Linked DNA regions of Mus musculus: regions 2, 3, 4, 5, 6 and 7 are each linked to region 1. The links are chromatin contacts, called in public ChIA-PET, HiChIP or PLAC-seq, Micro-C and promoter capture Hi-C maps. All regions are on one chromosome and are shown on one strand. Each heading gives the region's core, a stretch centred on a gene start, on an enhancer-like site or on the middle of the called end of the contact. The rest is flanking DNA. Distances are from core to core; before and after follow the strand shown. Region 1 holds the start of Nsmf (NMDA receptor synaptonuclear signaling and neuronal migration factor). Region 2 holds the start of Traf2 (TNF receptor-associated factor 2). Region 3 holds the start of Fbxw5 (F-box and WD-40 domain protein 5). Region 4 holds the start of Clic3 (chloride intracellular channel 3). Region 5 holds the start of Abca2 (ATP-binding cassette, sub-family A (ABC1), member 2). Region 6 holds the start of Npdc1 (neural proliferation, differentiation and control 1). Region 7 holds the start of Uap1l1 (UDP-N-acteylglucosamine pyrophosphorylase 1-like 1).

Region 1 (3,046 bases), core at 313-2,812:
GCCTGGGCTGGCACGCAGGGGCTGGCTGTGGTGGTGAGGGTGCCGTTCCCGCTGTCTCCTCCCTTTTACCACTGCTAGCTCAATGGCTTCAGCTTCAGAGCCAGGTAGCAGGGCGGGCTCTCTAGAGATGGTGTACACGTGGGGCTGGGGGCCCTCTATAGCCGGCTTCCCGCTGACTGCCTCATCTGAGATGCTGCCCTCATATCGGCCATTGGAGACGAGGGAGAGGCGGCGCTTGTTCTGGGGTGCAGGTTGCATCTCTGGGGACCCGTCGTGGCCAGAGTAGGCGTCAGCCAGCAGGTGGTCTAGGGAAAGGCATCAGGTGAACCTTCAGCCTGATGGTCTACCCTCCCGGTCCTCTGGCACACTCAACAAGCCCCAACCTTAATGAGGGGGCTGAGGTTACTAGAGAAGGCTCTACCAGGTGGCCTGTTTCTCTGCTTATCTGGGCCTGAAGCCCTTGTGAGAGTGAGGATTGGGGCGGCAGGCAGGCCTCACTACCTGTGCATAATCATCAGAAGTTAAGAATAGACAGGCCGATATCCCCCCAAGAGCCTGCAGATACACCCATTTGCCTGGTGCCAATTCCTCCCCTCCCCCCACCAGCTGGCCCCCAGACAGTGGTGCCAGCCCTGGGGGTGCCAAGAGGCCTGTTGCCATGCCAACAACCCAGGCTGGGAGGGCGCCATGGAGATGGGTGACTGGAGCTCCTCCTAGGGTTCTGGGCCCTGGAGGGCAAGGGATGTGAGGTAGACAGGCCAGCAAGGTACCTGGGCTGGCTCACACTCCACTGGCCCTGGCCCTGGCCCTGGTCCTGGTCCTGGCCTTGGCCTGGGGCAGAGGACTCACCCAGAACAGCCTTTTGTTTCCAGTGTGCCTACCTGCACCGTTGCGGTTCTCAGGGTGACTCTGGGACAGGTACTCTCCAAACGCTCGGGCTGCTCTGCATGGTAAGCAGAGGGAACACGGGTCAGTACAAGCTGGCTACCAGCCTCCAATACTGGCAAGACCCTCCCTACCATACTTACCCCCACCCAGGCCTTCCACATCAACATGAGAAGAGGTGGGCTCTTCCCACCCACCACAGAGTGCCAGGGCATCCTGGTCAGAGACCTCCTACTACTTTCTGTCTAATCTGCCCAGCCTGTGGGCGTCAGGTTTTAAGGCCCAATGCCCACTCCGGAACAGGAAGATCACAGGGCATTGGGGTAGCAGCACATACCACAGAGGGTAGCCGGCAGCAGTAGCCGGTCAGCCCGGCCCACTCACCTTACTTTGGCCGCTACCGAGGACATGGCCTCGCTCCTCAGCGCCCTCCTCCTGGAGGCGGCGGCACCCATGGTCACGGCGCCCGCGCATCCCCCGGATTTCAGAGCGCGCCTCGCGCCCGCCGCCTCTGCCGGGGGAGCCGTACGGCGCCTGAGGTCGCGCTAGGTCTCAGCCTCAGGGTCAGGGTCAGACTTAGGCCCAGGCCCCGCATGGCCGCACCCAGCGCCCAGCGCGTCCAGCCACTGTAGGAGAGCGCGGCTGGACCCGGGGGCGGTGCTCCGCCTCCTGACGCTGAGCCTGAGTTGGCACCACCCCCATGATGACAGATAAGGGCGTGGCTAAAAGGCGGCTCCTCCCGGAGGCTTTCTTCTTGGGGGCATAAAAGTGATGCCCTTCCACTTAGGCCAGGGCCTGTGTATGCCCAAAGAAACCCTTGATTTAGGGGGAAACCCTAGTTTCCTTCAGACCCGGAGCATCCTAGCCCAGCCTAGAGTTGCTGCCTGGAAGCAAAAGGGTCCTGAAAGAACAAGAGATCACCCACTGACCTTCCCGACCTCAGGTCCACTTAGCTCTTTGCCCCTGCAACCTTTACACCAGAGTAAAATAGCCACACAATCAGATTAACGTTTATTAGTTCAACAATCCCACCTTCCCATGCCTCACAGAGGCGTCCGTGCTCCTCAGTACTGCTGTGGGGATACAAGGGTGCCGGGGAAGTGAAGAGGCCCACGACTCCAATAACACAGCCCATGTCTCTGGAAGAAGCCAGATGGCTATATCATCCAGTTTGATCTTGTCAGGCAACTGAAGTAGCCTCTAAGGAATGGGTGCAGCCTCAGTCTAAGGGTGAGGCCCAGGTGTTTTATTTATTTATCCAGTCAGGAAGGATGTTCCAGTCTTGGCCCCTGGTCATCTTGATTAGGGAGCCAAGGGAAGGAGTCCTGGGACTGTTCTGGGGAAGTCAAGCTGGGGGGTCCTTGCAACATCGAAGGCTCATATTCCTGGAAGCAAATCAGACATGGTCAAGATATGCAAAGTGGGGGCTTGCCCGACCCCAGACTGTATCACCTGGAGTGGGAAAACCAGTAGCTAGCCCAGAGTCAGGGACCAGGGGCAGGCCCTGTTTGGGGACCTCAGAGTCCGGCACAGGCAAGGCAGGGTTCAGCACCTCACCGAGTCAGAGTCTAGCTCAATCCCAGTGCTCTGGAAGTCAGCATACGTTTCCTTGGGGATGGCTGGCAGTTCCTCCTCATACTCGGTCTGATAGTCAGACTCATCTAGAGCAGAAGAGAGGGCTCCATTGGTCCTCTCTCCAAGGACAGTGGCTGTGCCAAGCAAGGCTAAAAGGGAAGCAGAACATGGCCATGCCCAGCCCCACTGTAACAGTTCCCAGAGAGCTGCCCAGTGCCAGGGCTGCCAGAGGAACCTCCAGACCCAGCAACACTTCACAGGCGCCTTTGTTCATCTCACGCCACAATGTGTCCTGTGTGTTTTTCACAAAAACATGACCCTCCTCACCTACTCCCTAACCACACATGGGGGCCGGGTCAGAGTTGTGTAAGGAGACCAGCACAAACTCAGCTCAGTGTTGGGGCTCTCACCCTGGGAAGACTCCAGAGCACCTTTCAAGTTCTTCTTTAAGATGGTACATGCAGCAGGGAATTCTGCAGAACATGTTGCTCTGTTGCAAGATGGGGGGCCCCATTGCAGGGTTGTAGATCAGAGCCATGTTGTTGGATGTGGCCCTCGGGCCTCCTAAGGCCTCCTCTGCCAGTAG
Region 2 (3,046 bases), core at 372-2,871, 490 kb before region 1:
GCTAGCCTGCAAGATGGCCTGAAGCTGCACATCTCTTCCCAGGAGACAAGTTTCTTCCTCGGTTGGCCCCAGGCTTCAGCCTTCTTTCTCCTTCTGAGACTCCTGGAGAATAATTAAATTTCCTGGGGTACATTGTTTCAAGAGACTGGTTGCCAAAGAGAAGAGCATAAGTATCTCTTAAAGTCAGTTACAGAATGAATGCAGGCAAGACACAGAGGGTAGAGTGCAGAGGTGTCCATCCTTCCACACTGTGATATAACAGCTACAAATGTTGGGATGCTATCCTGGGATACATGCTGTGGGTTGGACACCCCTGATGGTGAGCTCTAAATACTTTGTGTGTATATACATATATGTGTATGGTGTTGTTTATATGTGGTTATGTGTGTAGCGTGTGTGTGTGTGTGTGTGTGTGTGTGTGTGTGTGTGTGTGATGTCTAGAGATATATAGAGATATGTGTCAGCATATATATATATTTTTTTTCTTTTTTGCAGGAAGAGATGACTCAGGAGTTAAGAGCTCTCTCAGAGTTCTGAAGTTTGGTTTGGGTCCCAGCTCACAAGAGCCTGTAACTTTTTTTTTTTTTTTAAGATTTATTTATTTATTTTATGAGTACACTGTAGCTGTCTTCAGACACACATCAGAAGAGGGCATCCGATCCCATTACAGATGGTTGTGAGCCATCATGTAGTTACTGGGAATTGAACTCAGGACCTCTGGAAGAGCTGTCGGTACTCTTAGCCACTAAACCATCTCTTCAGCCCTGAGCCTATAACTTTTGCTCTAAGGGATACAATGGCCTCTTTGTATGGAATCCCTGGATACTTCACTCATGTGCACAGACATACATACTTATAATTTTTTTAAAATACCTTTTTAACAGGACTGCAGAGATGAGAATAGACAATTGTCAGAGGTGTACAAATCTACATGTTGACGTAGACTCAAGTCTCCAAACATAAGCTTTCTTGGGGGACATTTCCCTGTTCATGTGGTTGAAGGTGCTCTTGATGAATCCTTCAAACTTTTTTAAAAACCTTTTTATTGGTTCATTGTGCATTTCACATCATGCACCCCATCCCACCCATCTCCCCCTCCCCTTGTACCTGCCTTTCATCCTTGCAACCTCTCCCACAACAGATGGAAAAAAATCTCGTCGCGGAAGCTGTAGTATGTCAGTTTGTTCCACAGTATACCCTTTTGTCTACACTTCTTTGTTCGCAAATATTCATTGAAATGTTAACTCTTTAAACTTTTAAATTACACTTATTCGTCTATTTGTGTGTATGACTAAATAATGCATAAACCCCTGCTCTCTTTCCACGATGTGGACCCAGGGCTCGAACTCGAGTTACATTTGGTGGCAAGTGACTGCAAGTGACTGACGTCCACGAAGAGAGGCTCAAGGCAGCTTCCTCAACAACCTTGCTAGGAACCGGAGAAACCGGCTTAGCCCCCACCCCCTGCGCCGCTCTGACTAATCACCGCTCTCTGCGGTTCCGTGCTCGTTCCTGGTAGGTTCCTGCTTCCGTCTGTCAGCGGGCAGAGTCAAGGCGGCCTATTTGACAAATCGACGGCCGCTGCTGCTCCCTGTGAGCTCCTGGTAGGCGCGTGCGTCTGTCCGTCAGACGGGGCGGGCCGCGGCAGCGGGGGTGTTTCCCGGCGAGCGCTGAGTTCCGGGCGCGCGAAGACCGTTGGGTGAGGCGGCGCGGATCTAAGCGGGGGGTCTACTCTCAGCGGCGGCCGGGCTGGGGTCAGGCGCGGGGTGGGAGTGGCGGTTGGGGGTCAGATGCGGGGCCGCCGCTGTCTGGGTGAGGTGGGTGGGTAGACTTTTCGGAGCCGCGGAGCCGGAAACTGAAAGTCGCGGGAGGGGGGCCGGAAAAGTTCGCGACGTCCGCAGCGGTGCTTGGCTGCGCGCCTACCGCGGTGGCTCGGGGTTACAGCAGTACGGTCCCTGCCCCAGATCTCGGTCCGGCATCGCGCCCGAGGGACCCACGAGCCCCACTTGCCCTTACTGGCCTTGAGCGAATACCTGGTCTCCCAGGCCACTTTTACCGCTCACCTCCCACCCACTTATGCTTTTTGGATGGGGCAGTCAAATTTGGTCTGCCAAATTTACGTCGCCTTTTCTGACACCCGGCTACACAAATCACGGACACCACCTCCCCCATAAGGCCTCTTCCCTGTTGGTGGTTTACCTTCCCTGTCCTCCTTTATTTTTTCAGATCTCACCTTTCTGCCCCTCAGAACCTCTGTTTCTCTGGAAACTATCTTGCTTTTTGTAAAGTAGTCTGGCCTCGAACTACTGAGTGCTGGGATTAAAGGGCCTGCGCCACCACCGCCCTGGAAACTATGTTGATGGGATAGATGCATATGTGTCAGGGTGTGGAGACTGATCCCAGGGCCCTTAACCTCCTGACGCCTGCCTAATGGAGGTTGGACCTAGTGTATATTCCACATGATGGACTTGAAGCCCTGAGTAGGTGGAAAGGACATGAGATTGATTAGAACTCACAGACGTACTCCCAGCGGGCCCCAAAATCGGAGAAACAAACTTTCAGCTCCGTGGACACAATGCAATGTCATCATTGTCTTGTGTGCAACTCACTAGCTTGGCTACCAGTCCCCCAGAGAAGTCACAGTTGACCTTGCCACCACGGCCCCTTCCTGCCTGCGTAACTGACTGAGAAAGGTGGTATTTAGTGACCCAAAGTTAACTGTTATCAGGTGGAGACCCCAAGCAATCTCAAATTGATGTTTAAGTCTTAAAAATTAACTTTATTGCTGAATACTTAATGATGGATTTATAAATACTTGAGTTTTAAAAGCTGAAGGAAGGGTTGTTTTTTATCAAGCCTTGTGTGTACATCTGGAAGGCTGAGTGCTGTCAGCAGTTGTGTCTCTGGTCTGAACTGGTGGCTCCTTGCCTGCCTAGCAGGTCTGTGAGGTGTTTACCTGTTGGCTGTTTTTTTCCCTGGGACCCTCTAGTCCGTACCTAAACTGACTATTCTCTGACAATACAGGCTGCCTGGAACCCTGTTACTC
Region 3 (3,046 bases), core at 276-2,775, 450 kb before region 1:
GGTCTCAGCCACAGGGGGCACCCTTCTGCTCACAGAGACTCCCTCTTCCCCAATATGGCCCGTGTGTCCTTGGGCCATGAGCCCCTGCCCTGAGCCAGCAGGTTTAGGGGTGTGTGTACTGACCTGGGTGGCGGGGCACATCTCGAGCCACCTGGTAGTAGCGGTAGAATTGCTCCTTCCATAAGAACTCATCCCGGGACACAGCCTGCCATTGGCGGCATACCAGCCCAGCAGCCAGCACATCTGCAGGGCCCAAACTCAGGAAGATCTGGTAGACAAGGCTGTCGGGGAGCAGGGGCAGGCCCCCCTCATCCATCGTGACATTCTGCCCAGACGGTCCTGAAACCCACCAGTGGCGGCTCTGAACCCAAGCCTCCTCATCGCCAACCCCAGGGAGAGACTGATAGTCTGGGGTTCCAGACATGGCAGTCCTAGCTAGCCCCACCAACTGCCCACCGGAGAATTCCACTGCACTGAGCATGTGCGGGGGGAGGGGAGGGATGTGTGCATCTCTCTTTGTGTGTACAAGTAGCACTGCCCCACCACAGACCCAACACTTCTTGAAGGACCCAGGCAGTAACGTTGCACCACCTTACATTCTCCAGGACACCAAAGGACTTGCTGGACCAGACAGCAAGCCCCTGAGTACTACTAGGCCAGGTAGAACCTGCGAAGTGGGGGGCAGCCCCACTTTCCAGGTGGGGGCCTTTGATGCCTTCCCCAATGCTACAGGGCACAGGGAGGCAGGTGAGCACAAGACAAGCAAACAGGTCTGGGCTGCTCAAACTGGCAGGTCCAAGGTTTAGCAGCCCACCCTGTCTTTGACCTTGCTGCTATAGGACTTCAGGCCAAGGCTGACTTTCTTCTGAGAAGGGGTTCCTGCTAGCCAGTGGCATATGTCGTTCTGGACTCAGGAGACAGCCTGGCCAGGAGGGTGGTTAAGAGTGATTGGGGTTTCTGAATGTCAGAGGAGACATCAGGGACCACGCTTTGCTGCTTAGCTAGAGTGGGCAGCAGCTCCTTCATTCACCCACTGAACACCGGAGGGTGGATTGGGACGACGTCAACCTGCCAAGGCCATCACTGGCCAGATAAGGCCACCAAAGGCTGTACAAGTGTAGACATTGCAGGAAAAAAATATGGTGACAGTGAACAAAGCCCGTGAAGGTGACAAAAGCCAGTTAAAGTAGGACAAGGCAGAGCGAGGCCCATGACCGGGACCAGGCCCGAGAAAATAAACGAAGGCCACGATCGGGGACAAGGGACACCGAAGGTGGCAGAAGGCTGGTGAATGCAGGACTGGGAGTAATGGGGCACAAGGCTGGTGACTGGGGACAGGGCAGATGACACAGGTGAGTGAGCACGGCGGGGCCAAAGCCGGGACTCACCGCGGTGCCTCTGCCCGCTGCGCTGCGCCCGGCTTCCGCCGCCGCTCTAGTCTCCACCTCCACGTCTTTATGGAGGCGCCAGGCTCGACGCTGAGAGCCCCGAGGCATCGATGGACCGTTCCCCCCCCCCCCCCTTCCCCGTCTTGCGCCTGCGCCTCAGGCTCCGACTAGCAGCCAGCGTTTCTTATGCGCCTGCGCAAACTCTTACTTTCCGAGCGTTCTGACTCACAGAACAGTACTCACTCCTGGCTACCCTAAAGGACGGAGGATTGAGCCAGGCTCAGCTGGGCCGGTTCGAGACTCTGCCTCTGCTCTCTCTGCTGCTGGGCTTTGAACAAGTGACTTTATGAGCACGTTCTTGTTGGTTGTGGAGTTAAAGACAGTTATTGCATGCATAGGGTTGAGCACTGACCACAAGTGGAAATAGGGGTGCAGAGGTCAACTCTTAACTTTGCACTTGGGACACAATGCCCAGCTCCTATCAAGGCTAGGTTCTAGGATGGACCCTGGCTTGGGTTAGGGGTTCAGTAATCGGAAGACAGATGTGGACTTCCTGGACTGTGCTTCCTGTGGCACTGGACAGTGGACTCTGACCTAGGACAGTGCACCCCTCCACCTCGCTGTCCTGTCACCTACTGTCCGTAGCAGGTTGGCCATGCTGTCTCCAGGGGCTGTGTTGTTCTTCACCCTGCTCTTGACAGCCAGTTCGCTGGGCCAAAGGACTCGAAAGCCTATTGGGTCTACCTCCCCCATCAGCACTATCCAGGCCCAGGTCAATTTCAGTGCTCAGAAGGTAAAATCTGGGAGTGAGTGGGGGTAGGTAAAAGAGCAATAAGAACCTGCCTAGCTTGGCGGGATTGGTCCAGGGTGCCCCATTTCCCCAGTCCTGAGCACTCATAGTCAACTTCCAGTTTGCAGGGACATGGCTCCTGGTGGCTGTGGGCTCTTCGTGCCGCTTTCTTCAGGAGCAGGGACACCGAGCTGAGGCCACCACATTGCACGCAGCTCCCCAGGGTGCAGCTATGGCTGTCAGCACCTTCCGAAAGCTGTGAGTCCCAGCAGGACTTCATCCCAGCCCCTGAGCCCATCTTACTCTGCCCTCCTGACTCTAAACCTCATCTCTAGCTCTTCTGTGGCCTAGATAGCTATCCCATATGGCCTCTCCTGGGTTGGGGTTCCTAGAGTCTGGGTGCCTCCTCTTATGACATACCTTCTTCCCCTCCCCAGAGATGGGATATGTTGGCAGGTACGCCAACTCTTTGAGAACACAGGGGTCCCTGGCCGCTTCTTGTTCCAAGGTGAGGCAGGGGCATCAAGGGAGAGGGCTCTGGGCTGGAGGCAGAGGGGAAAGGACTGATGTGCTGTTGTGGTTCTGCCGCAGTCTCACGGGCCCGTGGACCAGTGCATATGGTGGTTGCTGAGACTGACTATCAGAGCTTTGCCATCCTGTACCTGGAACAGGGAAGGAAGCTGTCTGTGAAACTATACGGTGCGGACTAGTCCTGTGATCATACATGGCCTGTGCTTTTCACACATGACCTGTGCTCTGCATCCTCCAGGTCCACCTTGATGGACAGGGCGTCCCCAGATGGACACACACCCCTTCTCATTCCTTTTCTATCCCCATACTCTTGGCAGTAGGCACCCTTGATGAACAG
Region 4 (3,046 bases), core at 338-2,837, 400 kb before region 1:
GGTCACCATCGAGAAAGCGGCGGTGGGACTCACGAAGATGTGGCTCCTGTGCCAGTTCGTGGTCCAGTGGTGCACGCAGGTAGCTGTCCAGCCTGGTCAGGGCCCGGAGCAGCTGCTGATACAGGGCTTGGGGGCAATGATAACCATGAGGACTCTGTCTTGACCTTGGGTTAGCCCTCCTGCCTGGACCTGCTGGCCTGTGTCTCACCATTGTCCTGTGTAGGCACTGGGTTCTTGATGAAGGCAGAGAACTTGTGGAAGATGTCATTGCCCGCTGTGTTGGACTCCCTGTACCTGGGTGCCAGGCTAGGGAAGCTATAGGTGTGAATAGTTTGAGAATTCCAGTCAGACCCTCAAGTACACTGTGCCTCAAAGCACCCTTCCTAGGCACTCTCCCAGGTGTCCCCCAAGGAGGTCCCATCTTTGCCCTCCTGCCCACCCCATCAGATGCTCACTCAGGTGGCCCCAACGTCTCCTCCAGAAACTCCTCGATCTGCAGTGTGTCTGTCTTGACATCCCCATCGTACAGCAGGATGGGCAGCTGTGAGCCTGGTGCGAAGTCCTTCAGCACATCCAATGCCCTGTGAACACCAGGCAGAAGGGAGGTGGCTGGCCCGAGGTGGGCAGAGGCCAGGGAAGGGTCCAGGGTGGTGTCTCACCTTCGAGTGTCCACTGTGGTGAGTGTGAAGGGCACACCCTTGAGGAGTAGGACCATGAAGAGCCGCTGACAGGAAGGGCAGTGTCCTACGCTCTCGCCATCCTCACTGGCCTGGGTGGGTGGAACAGAGGTGTCAGGCTCTGAGCAGACCCAGGAATCCTGACACCTGGCTGGGTGGAGCTCTGCCTCCCACTGCCATTGGCTCTGGAGGCAGGCTAGGGCTCTGGCCTGGTTGAGCATGGCATCTACAAGTGTCTAGTGAGGGCCCTTGAACTGATCGCTGGAATGGGGAGGACAAAAGAAGTTGGGAGCTTAGAGGCCTAGGCTTGGGGTCCTGCCAGAGGGTTCCAGTCACAGAGACTGGCTGCAGGGTGGGGCAGGCCAGAGATTCATCCTCTAGTGATTAACCCACACAACTGGGTATTGAGGCTAACAGCTCAGGGAAGGGAGGGAAGAGACCAAAGAGGAGGCCAGGACCTGCTCCCACTCAGATCTGAGCACTGGCCTGATAGCTAAAAGGGCCATCTCTGGCAAGCCCCCAGTCTGGCACATGACCCTGAATCTCTACTAAATGCCAGGTGCCAGCTACCAGACTGACATCTATCTCCTCACTAAGAAGCTTTCTCCCAGAGCTGGGCCAGGTCCACGAGCCAAAGTGAAGAGCGGGACCCAGGCTCTCTGATCCTCCTTATGGTAGCTCCTCACCCAGGATGCCTGGCTCTCCTCAGCCCTGTGTGGGGCAACTCAAACCCACCACAGGGATAGGGACTTGGGCACCATTAGGAAGACCCACCCCTCCTCCCAAACAACAAGAAGAAAAAAGCCCAGCTCCTCTTCCAGCCCAGCCTGCCCAGAACCTTCACAAAGAGCTGGAGCTTGGTGGTTTCAGCCATGGTGGGAGCCGAGGCATCCGGCGGCAGCAGCAGCCCAGGGCACAGGGTGTGCCTTGGGAGCTCTTTAAGTCTCTCTGATGCCCCACCCTCCCCAGGCAGTGGGCCCGCCCCAAGGAGCCACCTAGGCAACAGACAGGTTTCCAGAGCAGAGCCTGTATAAGACCAGAGTGTCCGTGCTACCAGTGACCACAGGAGGCCTGAGTCTCAGGGCCAGGTGTGAGTATGGGAAGTTGGCTCACAGCAAAACACTGAAGCCTCAGTGTGGTTGTGAGGGGAGCTAGTGTGGTGAACGCACACTGGGTTGATCTCAGCTCAGGAGTTGCCTCACAGCCTTCTGCGGCTCATTCTCCATTGTCAAGTCCTTATCCCAGAAAGCCAGCCAGGGGGTGGGAATGAGTGGGAAATGCCTCAGTTTACCTGTCTGTGTGACAAGCCGAGGGAGATGCCCCCTCCCTCTGACAAAACCCAGTCAGGTAGGGCGGACCCGCATTCCAAACATGTTCGCGGCCGGCAGGCTGATAAGCCTGGTTTTGGTGTTTAACCCATCTGAGCAGTGGACTCCGTGCCCCCATCCTGTCCACACAGGCTCAGAGCAGCTTTCTTACTCTTAACCTTGACCTTCAGTTGGCACCAGGAAGGGTTAGAAACTACTACCTAGTGGCTGAAATGGGGATGAGGTCCCCAGCAGGAAGGAAAGGGCCAGTATGGTCTGACCCTACCAGGCACAAATCTGCCATTGGGCCTTCCCAAGCCCACTGGGCTTCACAGTGGGAGTGCCTTTGGCATTCTTTGTATCTCGGCCTGCGTTTCACAGCAGCAGCCATCTAGGAGAGCTGTTCTTTAGAACCTGTGCTCACAGAGGACCAGCACTGCCCACTGGCTAAGACCAGGACCTAGGGATTGCTTTCCTGTCTCTGGTAGGCTGGTGCCTTCCAGGCTACACCGTGCAGCCAAGGTGGCTCCATACCTGCCCACTCACCTGCTCACGTGCCTGACTCCTAGTCAGGGCCTCAGCTGTGCCAGGCTTCCCTCCTCCTTAGCCCTGCCTTGTCATTTCCCTGACCTCAGCCAGAGTTGAAGTGAAACACAGCTCTGATATCCTTGGAACCTGGATTTGTGTTGGAGGCTTGGTTCCTCCTCTATCCGACTCTTGACTCCTAGAGCCAGTTTTATTTTGGCTTCTTACTGACATGGTCAGCTTTCTGTTTTGTGGTTTTCTGTCCTTTGCAGATGACAAATCATCACTGTGGGGCAGCCCTGAAGCCTTTCCCAACTGCCAGTGGTCACCAGACACACCGAATTTATATATTTTTGCAAAGCTGACCTTACAAATCCACAAGGAAGGGATGAAGTGGACATACAACATGAGCATGGCTTAGCAAGAAAGAAACAAGTCAGAGTGACGCCAGCTGGCTCTTCCTTGCTTCAGGGGAGCTGTGGACATGTCCTGTGTCAGTCTGTGCGTAGTAGGAGCCATCGGTGCCCCACTCCCATG
Region 5 (3,046 bases), core at 289-2,788, 370 kb before region 1:
CTGAGGGGTGTTCCTGATAAGCAACTTTGGGCTAGCTAGCACTAAGGCATGCCTACATACACTCTGTGTCCCTTCTTCCCAGGGACTCAAAAGCTATAGTCACAGGGCTGCCCCTTCAGACCCCACACCAGCCAACCAGAACAGAGAATGTACCCAGTCCTGGCAATCAGCCAGGGCCAGGTGCCCACGGGAATTCTGCCAGGCTGTGGTGATGACTGCTACCCACCCTGCCTACAGACCAGAGTTTCTTATTATGAATCTAAAGTACTCAAAGAACATAGGTGGAGTGTTGCTGCCCAAGGGGTCCCTGGGTATGAGCTGGTTAAGGCCCTTCTTTTAGGTCCTGCACTCTCTTGTCTCCATCCTGGAAAATCCCAAGGGCCCTCGGACACTCTTGCTGGCCCAGGACTCTCTGGATGCCCTTGCTCTTCCAGGGACTGGGATGAAAACCAACACTGCAAACGCCATCCGTGCCTGGCATCCTGCTCCTCACACAGGACTCGTACCCCAACACTCTTTATACCCTGCCTGGCCTAGACAGGTACTAAGAAGCTCAGCAGAACCCAGCCCCAAGAGAGGCCCAAGGCAGGAGAAATCAGAGGAGCAGCCTCAGGAGAAACTGGCCCCAAAGGGTGCTGGGATTTAACAGGTTGAGTCCACACAACAAGGACATTCCCAGGGATGAGAAAGCAGGAGTAAGGGTTGTGACTTGCCAGGATGGGTTAGGAAAGGAGATGAAGGGAGGAGAAGGTGGTGGTGGTGGTGGTGGTGGTAGTGGTGGAGGAAGAGGAGGAGGAGGAGGAAGAGGAGGAGGGCGGTAGCAGCGGCGGCGAAGGCTGTTTGGTACCAGCTTCAGCCTAAGGTGCTTGCCCAAGGGCAGAGTACCAGTAAAGGGAATGAAAAGACAGGTTCCTATGGGGGCCCCAGAGATGATGGGACCAGGGCTCTGAGTCCCTAAGCTGAATGGTGTGTCCCAGCTAGCGCTCTGGACCAGGAACCTGCACCTAGCTCTAGCTGAAGTCCAGGGACCACCTGCCCCCACCCCAGCCTGCCAGAAAGCGCTGCGGAGGGCGCCGGCCCGTGACTCAGCCGTGCGCTGCGAGTGTCAGCGGACCAGGGCACAGCCGAACCCACTGCCGGAGGCCCGGAAGCCCGCGGAATCGTCCGGCCCCGAACAGGGTCTCCGGTGGCGCCCTCCCGGGGTCTGCGCGCGCCTGGACACTGCACGTGCACGCGGAGAGCGCACCGGCAAATTGGGCGCGCGGCCTGCGAGCCCCTAAGGGCGGGCGCGGCTCGCTCACCGGGCTCCGGCGCTTCAGCGTCACGTTCTTCCAGAGCAGCAGCTGCAGCTGGTGCAGGAAGCCCATGGCCGGGCCGCGCTCCGCCGCTTCAGCGCCGCGGCCCTGTCCTCTGCGCGCCCCGCCGGGCCCCGCTGCCGGCCGCGCCGCTCGGCATCGCCCGCGCGGGGGCGGGGCGCTCGAGAGTCCAGGACCTGCTGCTCGCAGGCTCCGCCCCGGCGGCCGCAGCTACAGAGACTCGTCGCGCCCGCGCCCGTCGCCCCCACTTAAAGGCGTCTCTGCGCCCGGGTAGCCGCCAGGGGGCGCCCGCGCCCGCCTGCACCTGCGCACAGCACTAGGCCTCGCTGCTCACTGGACCCATAATGCAGTGTTTCCAAGATCCCTCACAGCCCCCATCTAAACCAAGATCCCGGCTCGCACCTTTCCGAGGTCTAGGGAGAACGCAGGTACCCTATGCTTCTCCCAGGAGATTCCAAATATGAGTCTCCAATTGAGAGATTTACGCAGAGGGGTACCCAAGGTGTTTACTGTCCTGTTTGGAAAACTGAAGGAGGCTTGGTCACCATTAGATTGACCCTCCTCACTTGTAGAGACAGGAAGCAGGGTCAGTCACTCATTTAGAGGAGAGACATTGGTCCGTTAGGAGAATCCCATCGCGGCTTGAGGTGCAACAACACGATGTGACTTAGATATTTTAAAGAGGAGCCTGATGAGAGGGACTGCGGTAGTTCGACCACCTTCACAAAAGCATTCTGTGTTCCTCATAGACGAGCCACCACCTGCTGATGAAATGGCGTTTACCTAGATTATCAAAATGCAGAGCAACAGCAGGTCATGGCAGATTTACCTTTAACCCAGCGCTCAGCTCAGGGAGGCAGAGAAAAGCAGATCTTTGTGAGTTCAAGTCCACACTGGTCTACATAGAGAGACCATATCTCAATAAAATAAATAATAGAGAGCAACCACGCACGTGTAATCCCAGCATCAAAAAGGCAGAGGCAGAAGGGATGAAGTATTCAAGGTCATCCTTGGTTATATAGAGAATTCAAAGCTAGCCTGCGCAACATGAGACCCTGTCCAAAATACTCTCTCTCTCTCTCTCTCTCTCTCTCTCTCTCTCTCTCTGCAGGTGGAGACAGCTGTTTTGAGGTCCAGGGTATCATCCAAACACATTTCTTACATAGTTTTAACTGAATTTAGAACACGTAAGGTGCATATGCCTGGGGTCACTGCAGTCCACCTGCGATTTCCATGCAGGTGAGGCAGATGCCCAGCGGGCAGGGCAGCAGAAATGCTTACCAGGTATGAAGAGCTAGACACACCACGTGAAGGGCTGGGTGTGCATAACCGGAAACTGCTACAGGTCAGAGAGCCCTAATTCTGACCTGAGAAAGTTAGGTTTATATTCAAAATGATGCTGAGACATCACAACTGTGAAAATTTACCACAGTCATCCATTGTGACTACCAGATCAGGCCTCCCTGCTCTAGCCAGACTGCACAAAAGGGGCTGGAAAGCAGGGGTGACTGAGAAGACAGGTTGTCCCTTATATAAGAGGTTTACTTGCTACCCCAACACCACCCACCTCCCCACCTACTCCATATTCATGTAAGCCTAGCATCTTTCTGCTCTTAGAGCCTGGCCTTTGGTGGGTCCTTAGAAGTGTTTGAATGTGGGCCTATTGATACTGTCACAGGACTATTTTCTCCAATATGGCAGGCAGGGGGCAGCAGAGAGCCACTAGCTGT
Region 6 (3,046 bases), core at 312-2,811, 350 kb before region 1:
AGGGGACGCTTAGTATGGGCCATGTCAAGTCTCTGCATTCAGCTATAGAGGCCAGTGGGCAGAGGCCAGCACATGCCCAGGGCTTCAGTACTGTGCCTTAGTCCCATCCATGAAGGGTGTCCACCAGGGAGGCAGGCTATTTGGCATCTCTGGTAAGGCCCAGTCTGGAACTCCACCCTCCTCAAGAGTCTCTTCCAGTCATGCCAACCTTCAGTCCAGTTCCTGGGTTGCTTGCCCAGCTCTTAAGGTCCCATATCCAGACCGATCTTGTTAGAGTCCACGTACCAGTCACCTCTCCATGCCCTCAGCTTCCTCATCTGTAAGCTGGGCTCAAAGCAGCTCCCACACATAGTTCCAGAAGAACTCAGTGAACATATGGGCAACCTCTCCCACTTCACTCCCCTCGGGGAGATACAATTTGGATCCTGTGGCTTCAGGACCCATCTGTCAAGAATGTTCTCCCAGAGCCAGGCAGTAGTGGTGAATGCCTTTAATCCCAGCACTTGGGAGGCAGAGGCAGGCATTGAGGCCAGCCTGGTCTACAGAGTGAGATCAGGACAGCCAGGCTATACAGAGAAACCATCTCGAAAAAAAAGAGAAAATGTTCTCCCAGTCAGGGAGTCACACTCTTCTAAACAGTCACTACACAGACCTCAGACCAGAGGACAGTGGTGCATGTCCTTCAGGGCAGGGGATGGGGCAGCTTGACCCCACTAAGTTGGAACAAGACCCTAGACCTGGAACCCTTAAGACCTTCCATGGGAACCCCTCTACACACACACACACACACACACACACACACACACACACACACACACACACGAACGAACGACAGGGCTGACATGCAAGGCCCACAGACCCCAAGAACAACCCTGCCAACGGGAAGCCCCAGAGACACACAAACAAAGACACAGGATCCCACTTATGGGCCACCAGAAACCAGATGGCTGCAGACCCAAAGACACACACCAGACTGATTCAGGGACCCAGAGACAAAGACCCAAAGCGCGTGAAATCTACATTCGCCTCCAAGGACCTGAGAGAAGATTCATCTAGCATGGCCTTCAACGGGCCTGACCTGTTTACCCAATCCATGCCCAGCGGACCGGGCCTGCCTGGCCTGTGGGCCTGGGTAAGGCCGGGGCGGTGGCAGGGAAAACCAGGGCGGCGCCGGGGGCAGGATTCTCCGCCCCGCAATCCCAGCCCCGGAGCACCCAACAGCCTGCGCCCAGAGCGCTCGCTCACCCGGGCGGCGGGCGGTGGCACCATTCAGGGCCGCTCCCAGGATGAGGCCGGAGAGCAGCAGCCGTAGCAGCCGCAGGTGCCGCGGGGAAGGCGGAGGGACGGGCGTCGCCATGCTTCAGCGCCGCTACCCGGGCAGCATGGCACCCCACGGCCCCGGGCTCGGTACCCACTCCGGGAACTGCGACTGGAGAAGCCGGGAAGCGAGAGGGGCGGAGGAGGAAGAGGAAAAGAGGAGGCGGTGGCGCTGACGTTGCGGCAATGGATCCGGGATGGGATGGAGGCGCGGCGGCCAGAGAAAAGTGTCGGGAGTGCGCCTGCGCGCTCCACCTGCGGGGGCGGGACATCTCCTCTAGTCTGAGCCCCCTCCCTCTGCATCCTGTTGGGGGGTCCCCTTTTGTCAGGCGTCTGAGTGCTTCGGGCCCTCTAGCCTCTACAGCAGAATGCCTCCTCATTCATTACCCAAGAATCTGACTTGGAATTGACTAACGGTGGGCGTCCCAGGATGCACGCCTTCTTCTTAGTGGTCCGACTGCCAAACCCTCACCACTCACCCTGTTAGAATGGAGGACCTTAGACTAGGGGAACACCAGGGACAAATCCTGGCTATGTAGACTAGGCTGACTGTTGCAGGTTTGCAAAATGTATCCCACAAAGGATAAAGAGGTGTATAGAGATATACAGGTGTACTCAGAGACGTGCCCGGGCTTTCTAAAACCAGGAAGAAAAGCATACAAGAGGCTCACAAGATCAAGCCAGACTCGCTCCCGAATGGTACCACCAGGGGGCGAGAGTAACTTGACGTAGTTGACAGTTGTCTGGGAGCTGTCCAAGGTGGTCATGATCCCAGGTAATGGCTTTCAGCTCCCTTGAGTCACACAACATGGAACATGCATGGTGCCTGGTGATCACCATTCATGTGCAGTCCCCTTTGAGCACACTCCACCCCCGCCAGAGACCTCCCCCTGGTTGAGTCATGAAGGCAATGTTGAAGATCAGTGTGGTGGTTCCTGCCTTTAATCCCATCTCTCAAGATGCTGAGACCAGCCTAGTCTACATATCGAGTTCCAGGACAGTCATGAATATATAATGAGACCCTATCTTAAGAATGAAAAACAGGCCTGGACGATGGTGGTGCACTCGGAGGCAGAAGCAAGCAGATCTCTGTAAGTTCAAGGCCAGCCAGGTCTACAAAGTAAGTTCCAGGACAACAGCCAAGGTTACACAGAGACCCTTGTCACATGCAAAAAACACAAACACCACACACAGAGAAAAGAACAAGGTTGAGTTCCTCAGCCCTCCACTTCTTCCCGTCCTTCAGGCTCACAAACTTAAAGAGGAGGCTGTCAGTGCAGGTTTATACATTTATCAAATGATTCTCTCTCTCTCTCTCTCTCTCTCTCTCTCTCTCTCTCTCTCTCTCTCTGTGCGCGCGCGTGCGTGCGCGCATGCGCTCACTAGCGGCTACCATCCCAACCCAGCCCTCAAGAGGCATTGACTGAACAGAAATAGTCTGAGCTAATTTTCCATAAAAGAAGCAAGGGAGAAGTCCACGCTTTTTTTTTTTCCCGAGACAGGGTTCCTCTGTATAGCACTGGCTGTCCTGGAACTCACTTTGTAGACCAGGCTGGCCTCGAACTCAGAAATCTGCCTGCCTCTGCCTCCCGAGTGCTGGGATTAAAGGTGTGTGCCACCACGCCCAGCGGGGCCACGCTTTTCCACCTACAGAAACTTAGGCTGTGGGATGCAAGTGCCTCTGATCTTTAGGTCTACTGATACTTCAAGTATAAGTTGGGGGGGGGGA
Region 7 (3,046 bases), core at 330-2,829, 310 kb before region 1:
GTGCTGGGATTAAAGGCGTGCGCCACCACGCCCGGCGTAAATTTTTTTAAGACTTACTTATTTTATGTGTAAATACACTTCAGACACACCAGAAGAGGACATTGAATCCCATTACAGATGGTTGTGAGGAAGGGTAGGCAGTGCTCTTAACCACTAAACCGTCTTTCTAGCCCTGCTTTTATACTTTTTACAAGAGGTTTTATCTATACCAGGTGATGATGGTGCTCACCTTTAATCCCAACACTAGGAGGCAGAGGCAGGCAGATCTCTGAGTTTGAGGCCCATCTGGTCTACAGAATGAGTTTCAGGACAGCCAGGACTACACAGAGAAATCTCATCTCAAAAATAAAAAACAACACACACAAAACAACAACAACAAAAAGAAACAAGAGGTTTTATGAAAAAGCAAACTAAAGCAGTAAGGGGATGCAGAGCCAGTCTGGAACAACTGAGTTCCTAAAGGTAGGCAGGTGAGGGGAGGTGGGTGCAGGTTGAAGCTAGCCTGGGTCTGCCTGCTGCCCCCAGGCTAGCAGTGGGGGTTCTAGGTGAATGCTTACAGGGTCAAGCCGACTCCTCTCAGGCTCAGCTTCTAAGGAGAGAGGCTCCCAGGCCGCTGTCTTGCTTCTGGGTTGCTCAGAGGATTAGTCAGAAGAAAGAGAGACACTGACACATGACAGTCATCAGCCTATCGGGGATTGGAGGCTAGCTGCTTCCCAGAAGCACTTTTTCCAGAAGTAACTTTTCCCAGTTTCACAAAAGGCACTTTTAGCAAGTCAATTTCCACACACCAAAACCTTTTTTATCTGATCTAGGGGTTGTCTGAAGGAACCATCATCTAAGCAATTCTCAGCCATTCGAGACTTCCTGGTTTGTCAGGTATGTCTTGGGACTAAGTTACGCTAAGGCTACTTCAAAGCGTAAGTGCCATTACTCCGGAATTCATGCCACAAACAATGGCTCTGCAACAAGTCTGCTGCAGACAACCCTTCTGGCTGTGGACAGGGAGGAGGCTGGGTTATGTCTGGTCAGCCCAGTGCAGATACCTCAGACTTCTTTCTTCCCCGGGGCAAGGACAGAACAGTTTTTTTTTTTTTTTTTTTTTTTAAAGATTTATTTATTTATTTATATGTAAGTACACTGTAGCTGTCTTCAGACACTCCAGAAGAGGGAATCAGATCTCGTTACGGATGGTTGTGAGCCACCATGTGGTTGCTGGGATTTGAACTCTGGACCTTCGGAAGAGCAGTCAGGTGCTCTTACCCACTGAGCCATCTCACCAGCCCAGACAGAACAGTTTTATTCACGTGGTGGGAATTACTTAGGAGAGAAATGACTAGACCTTGGGGTACTAGGAAGGCCTGCTCTGGACCGTACACCTTGAATGCTGGGAGGCCAGATCCTAGGATTCAAGTCCGGAAACGCGCAGGGGAAACTGTATTAAAAGGGTTAAAGATGGGAGAAGCCAAAGAAGACAGAACAGCAGCCCAAGAGGAAAAAGGGGCGGGGTCCTGGGTGGAGGTGCCGCACCCTGGGCCCGCCCCCCTGGGATCTCAGCCCCCGGCCTGGTCTCGTGACATTGGTCAGAAAGTCACGAGTACAGGCTGAGGCGGCCGCTGCAGTTGCAGTATGGACTCGGAGAGGGATGTACGCGCACAGCTGCAGCGTGCGGGCCAGGACCATCTCCTGCGCTTCTATGCCGACCTGGCTCCGGAAGCCCGAGCCGCACTGCTAGCGGAGCTCGCCTCATTGGAGGCCGACGCGCTGCGTGAGCACTGCCAGCGCGCCGCAGCTGCGGGCGCGCTAGCTCCGGGTCCTCTGCCGGACCTGGCTGCGCGCCTGCAGCCCCTGCCCCCAGAACGCGTGGGCAGCGCGATCCGCTGTGACCAAGAGACACGCCTGCGGTGGGAAGAGGAAGGTAGGCAGCGCCGTGCCAGGCTGGGGTTGGGCAGGTCCGGCCCGTTGAGGCCGGAAGAGTTAGAGCCTATGGGCGGTGGGGGTAGTGGGGGCGGAGTGGAGGACACGGACTCGGGAAGTGCAGCGGAGAGTTATTTGCCTTGCAACTTCTTCCTCCTGTGCCTAGTAACCCCCGAAGTCGTGCTCACTTGTGGTTCTCCAAAGTGAAAGAGGCCTTATCTCACGATGCACCTCTCCTCCAGGTTTCCGACAGATTTCTCTGAACAAGGTAGCTGTCCTGCTGCTGGCGGGTGGGCAGGGCACTCGCCTGGGCGTCACATACCCAAAGGGCATGTATCAAGTTGGGCTGCCCAGCCAGAAGACCCTGTATCAACTGCAAGCAGAGCGGATCCGGCGTGTCCAACAGTTGGCTGACCAGCGACAGGGGACCCACTGCACTGTGCCCTGGTGTGTCCTCCATGCCAGCCTCCCAAAAAGACCACCCCTAAATTGACCCAGGCCTACCCCACACCAAGACCTTAGACCCAATCTTAGCACGGCCCTAGACAGAGCCCAGTACTTGCCATTACTGAACCCCTTCTAGACTTGCCAGATTGAGCTGGACTCCCCTGGAAGCAGCTCACTGCTAGGACATTTACAGGTACATCATGACCAGTGAGTTTACCCTGGGACCCACAATCAAGTTCTTCAAGGAGCATGACTTCTTCCACCTGGACCCCACTAACGTAGTGCTGTTCGAGCAGCGCATGCTACCTGCTGTGACCTTTGAGGGCAAGGCCATCCTGGAACGGAAAGACAAAGTTGCCATGGCCCCAGGTATGGCCCACACCTTGGATAGGAACAGGTTGCCCCACCTGGGCCACAGAGTACAGCTGTGGATCAGGAGGCCTGACTCCCAGGTAAGATGTACTCAGGCAGGCTATGTGGCCCTGGGCATGTGGCTCTGGCCAGTCTGGAGTCACAGGCTCTTGGTTTGTGCACCTGCAGCACTTACTAAACTGAGCAGGAGATCAGGCCACAGTCCATGGGTATCCTACTCCTTTCTCCTTTATAGATGGCAACGGGGGTTTGTACTGTGCACTGGCTGACCACCAGATCCTGGAGGACATGAAGCAGCGGGGTGTGGAGTTTG

What was found. Promoter capture Hi-C pulls out the DNA fragments that hold promoters and counts their contacts. A called contact is a pair of places that touch in the nucleus more often than the background predicts. ChIA-PET counts read pairs in DNA pulled down with a chosen protein or histone mark. HiChIP or PLAC-seq counts read pairs in DNA pulled down with a chosen protein or histone mark. Capture Hi-C pulls out chosen DNA fragments and counts their contacts.
Region 2: an RNA polymerase II ChIA-PET map of memory CD8 T cells shows a contact between it and region 1, with 14 read pairs. The contact joins the promoter of Traf2 here to the promoter of Nsmf in region 1. A contact is called at or near these places in 2 of 115 datasets of contacts at active chromatin or transcription factors (bone marrow-derived macrophages and memory CD8 T cells).
Region 3: a contact with region 1 is called in a Micro-C map of embryonic stem cells. The contact joins the promoter of Fbxw5 here to the promoter of Nsmf in region 1. A contact is called at or near these places in 1 of 484 Hi-C or Micro-C datasets (embryonic stem cells) and 1 of 115 datasets of contacts at active chromatin or transcription factors (pancreatic cancer cells).
Region 4: a FOXA1 HiChIP or PLAC-seq map of pancreatic cancer cells shows a contact between it and region 1. The contact joins the promoter of Clic3 here to the promoter of Nsmf in region 1. A contact is called at or near these places in 3 of 39 promoter capture datasets (hippocampal neurons, pre-B cells and stem cell-derived epiblast-like cells), 2 of 115 datasets of contacts at active chromatin or transcription factors (memory CD8 T cells and pancreatic cancer cells) and 2 of 9 other capture datasets (adipose tissue and embryonic stem cells).
Region 5: a contact with region 1 is called in a promoter capture Hi-C map of embryonic stem cells, with 7 read pairs. The contact joins the promoter of Abca2 here to the promoter of Nsmf in region 1. A contact is called at or near these places in 1 of 39 promoter capture datasets (embryonic stem cells), 1 of 115 datasets of contacts at active chromatin or transcription factors (memory CD8 T cells) and 1 of 9 other capture datasets (adipose tissue).
Region 6: an H3K27ac HiChIP or PLAC-seq map of embryonic stem cells shows a contact between it and region 1, with 5 times the contacts expected there. The contact joins the promoter of Npdc1 here to the promoter of Nsmf in region 1. A contact is called at or near these places in 2 of 39 promoter capture datasets (the C10 cell line and the SN4741 cell line), 1 of 115 datasets of contacts at active chromatin or transcription factors (embryonic stem cells) and 1 of 9 other capture datasets (liver).
Region 7: a contact with region 1 is called in a promoter capture Hi-C map of adipose tissue. The contact joins the promoter of Uap1l1 here to the promoter of Nsmf in region 1. A contact is called at or near these places in 1 of 39 promoter capture datasets (hippocampal neurons), 2 of 115 datasets of contacts at active chromatin or transcription factors (memory CD8 T cells and pancreatic cancer cells) and 2 of 9 other capture datasets (adipose tissue and liver).

The regions. Positions count from the first base shown.
Region 1 is chr2:25,052,895-25,055,940 of GRCm38.p6, reverse strand. Nsmf (NMDA receptor synaptonuclear signaling and neuronal migration factor) reads right to left here and starts at 1,562. Exons shown (of 16, transcript NM_001039386.1): 1 at 1,270-1,562; 2 at 882-943; 3 at 1-305. The coding sequence starts at 1,340. It overlaps Pnpla7 (patatin-like phospholipase domain containing 7), which reads right to left. Exons shown (of 35, transcript NM_146251.4): 34 at 2,443-2,546; 35 at 1,869-2,270. The coding sequence ends at 2,148.
Region 2 is chr2:25,545,515-25,548,560 of GRCm38.p6, reverse strand. Traf2 (TNF receptor-associated factor 2) reads left to right here and starts at 1,621. Exons shown (of 11, transcript NM_009422.3): 1 at 1,621-1,699. It overlaps Gm35476 (a long non-coding RNA gene), which reads left to right. Exons shown (of 4, transcript XR_866044.3): 4 at 496-636.
Region 3 is chr2:25,499,229-25,502,274 of GRCm38.p6, reverse strand. Fbxw5 (F-box and WD-40 domain protein 5) reads right to left here and starts at 1,525. Exons shown (of 9, transcript NM_013908.5): 1 at 1,389-1,525; 2 at 124-339. The coding sequence starts at 316. C8g (complement component 8, gamma polypeptide) reads left to right here and starts at 1,769. Exons shown (of 7, transcript NM_027062.2): 1 at 1,769-2,181; 2 at 2,300-2,436; 3 at 2,616-2,686; 4 at 2,770-2,877. The coding sequence starts at 2,044.
Region 4 is chr2:25,455,384-25,458,429 of GRCm38.p6, reverse strand. Clic3 (chloride intracellular channel 3) reads right to left here and starts at 1,587. Exons shown (of 6, transcript NM_027085.3): 1 at 1,516-1,587; 2 at 660-769; 3 at 456-581; 4 at 209-315; 5 at 1-126. The coding sequence starts at 1,551. It also overlaps a transcript of Paxx not described here.
Region 5 is chr2:25,427,091-25,430,136 of GRCm38.p6, reverse strand. Abca2 (ATP-binding cassette, sub-family A (ABC1), member 2) reads right to left here and starts at 1,538. Exons shown (of 49, transcript NM_001368624.1): 1 at 1,302-1,538. The coding sequence starts at 1,367.
Region 6 is chr2:25,401,565-25,404,610 of GRCm38.p6, reverse strand. It overlaps Npdc1 (neural proliferation, differentiation and control 1), which reads right to left and starts at 1,561. Exons shown (of 9, transcript NM_008721.4): 1 at 1,246-1,561. The coding sequence starts at 1,357.
Region 7 is chr2:25,364,196-25,367,241 of GRCm38.p6, reverse strand. Uap1l1 (UDP-N-acteylglucosamine pyrophosphorylase 1-like 1) reads left to right here and starts at 1,579. Exons shown (of 9, transcript NM_001033293.3): 1 at 1,579-1,915; 2 at 2,157-2,361; 3 at 2,555-2,730; 4 at 2,969-3,046. The coding sequence starts at 1,627.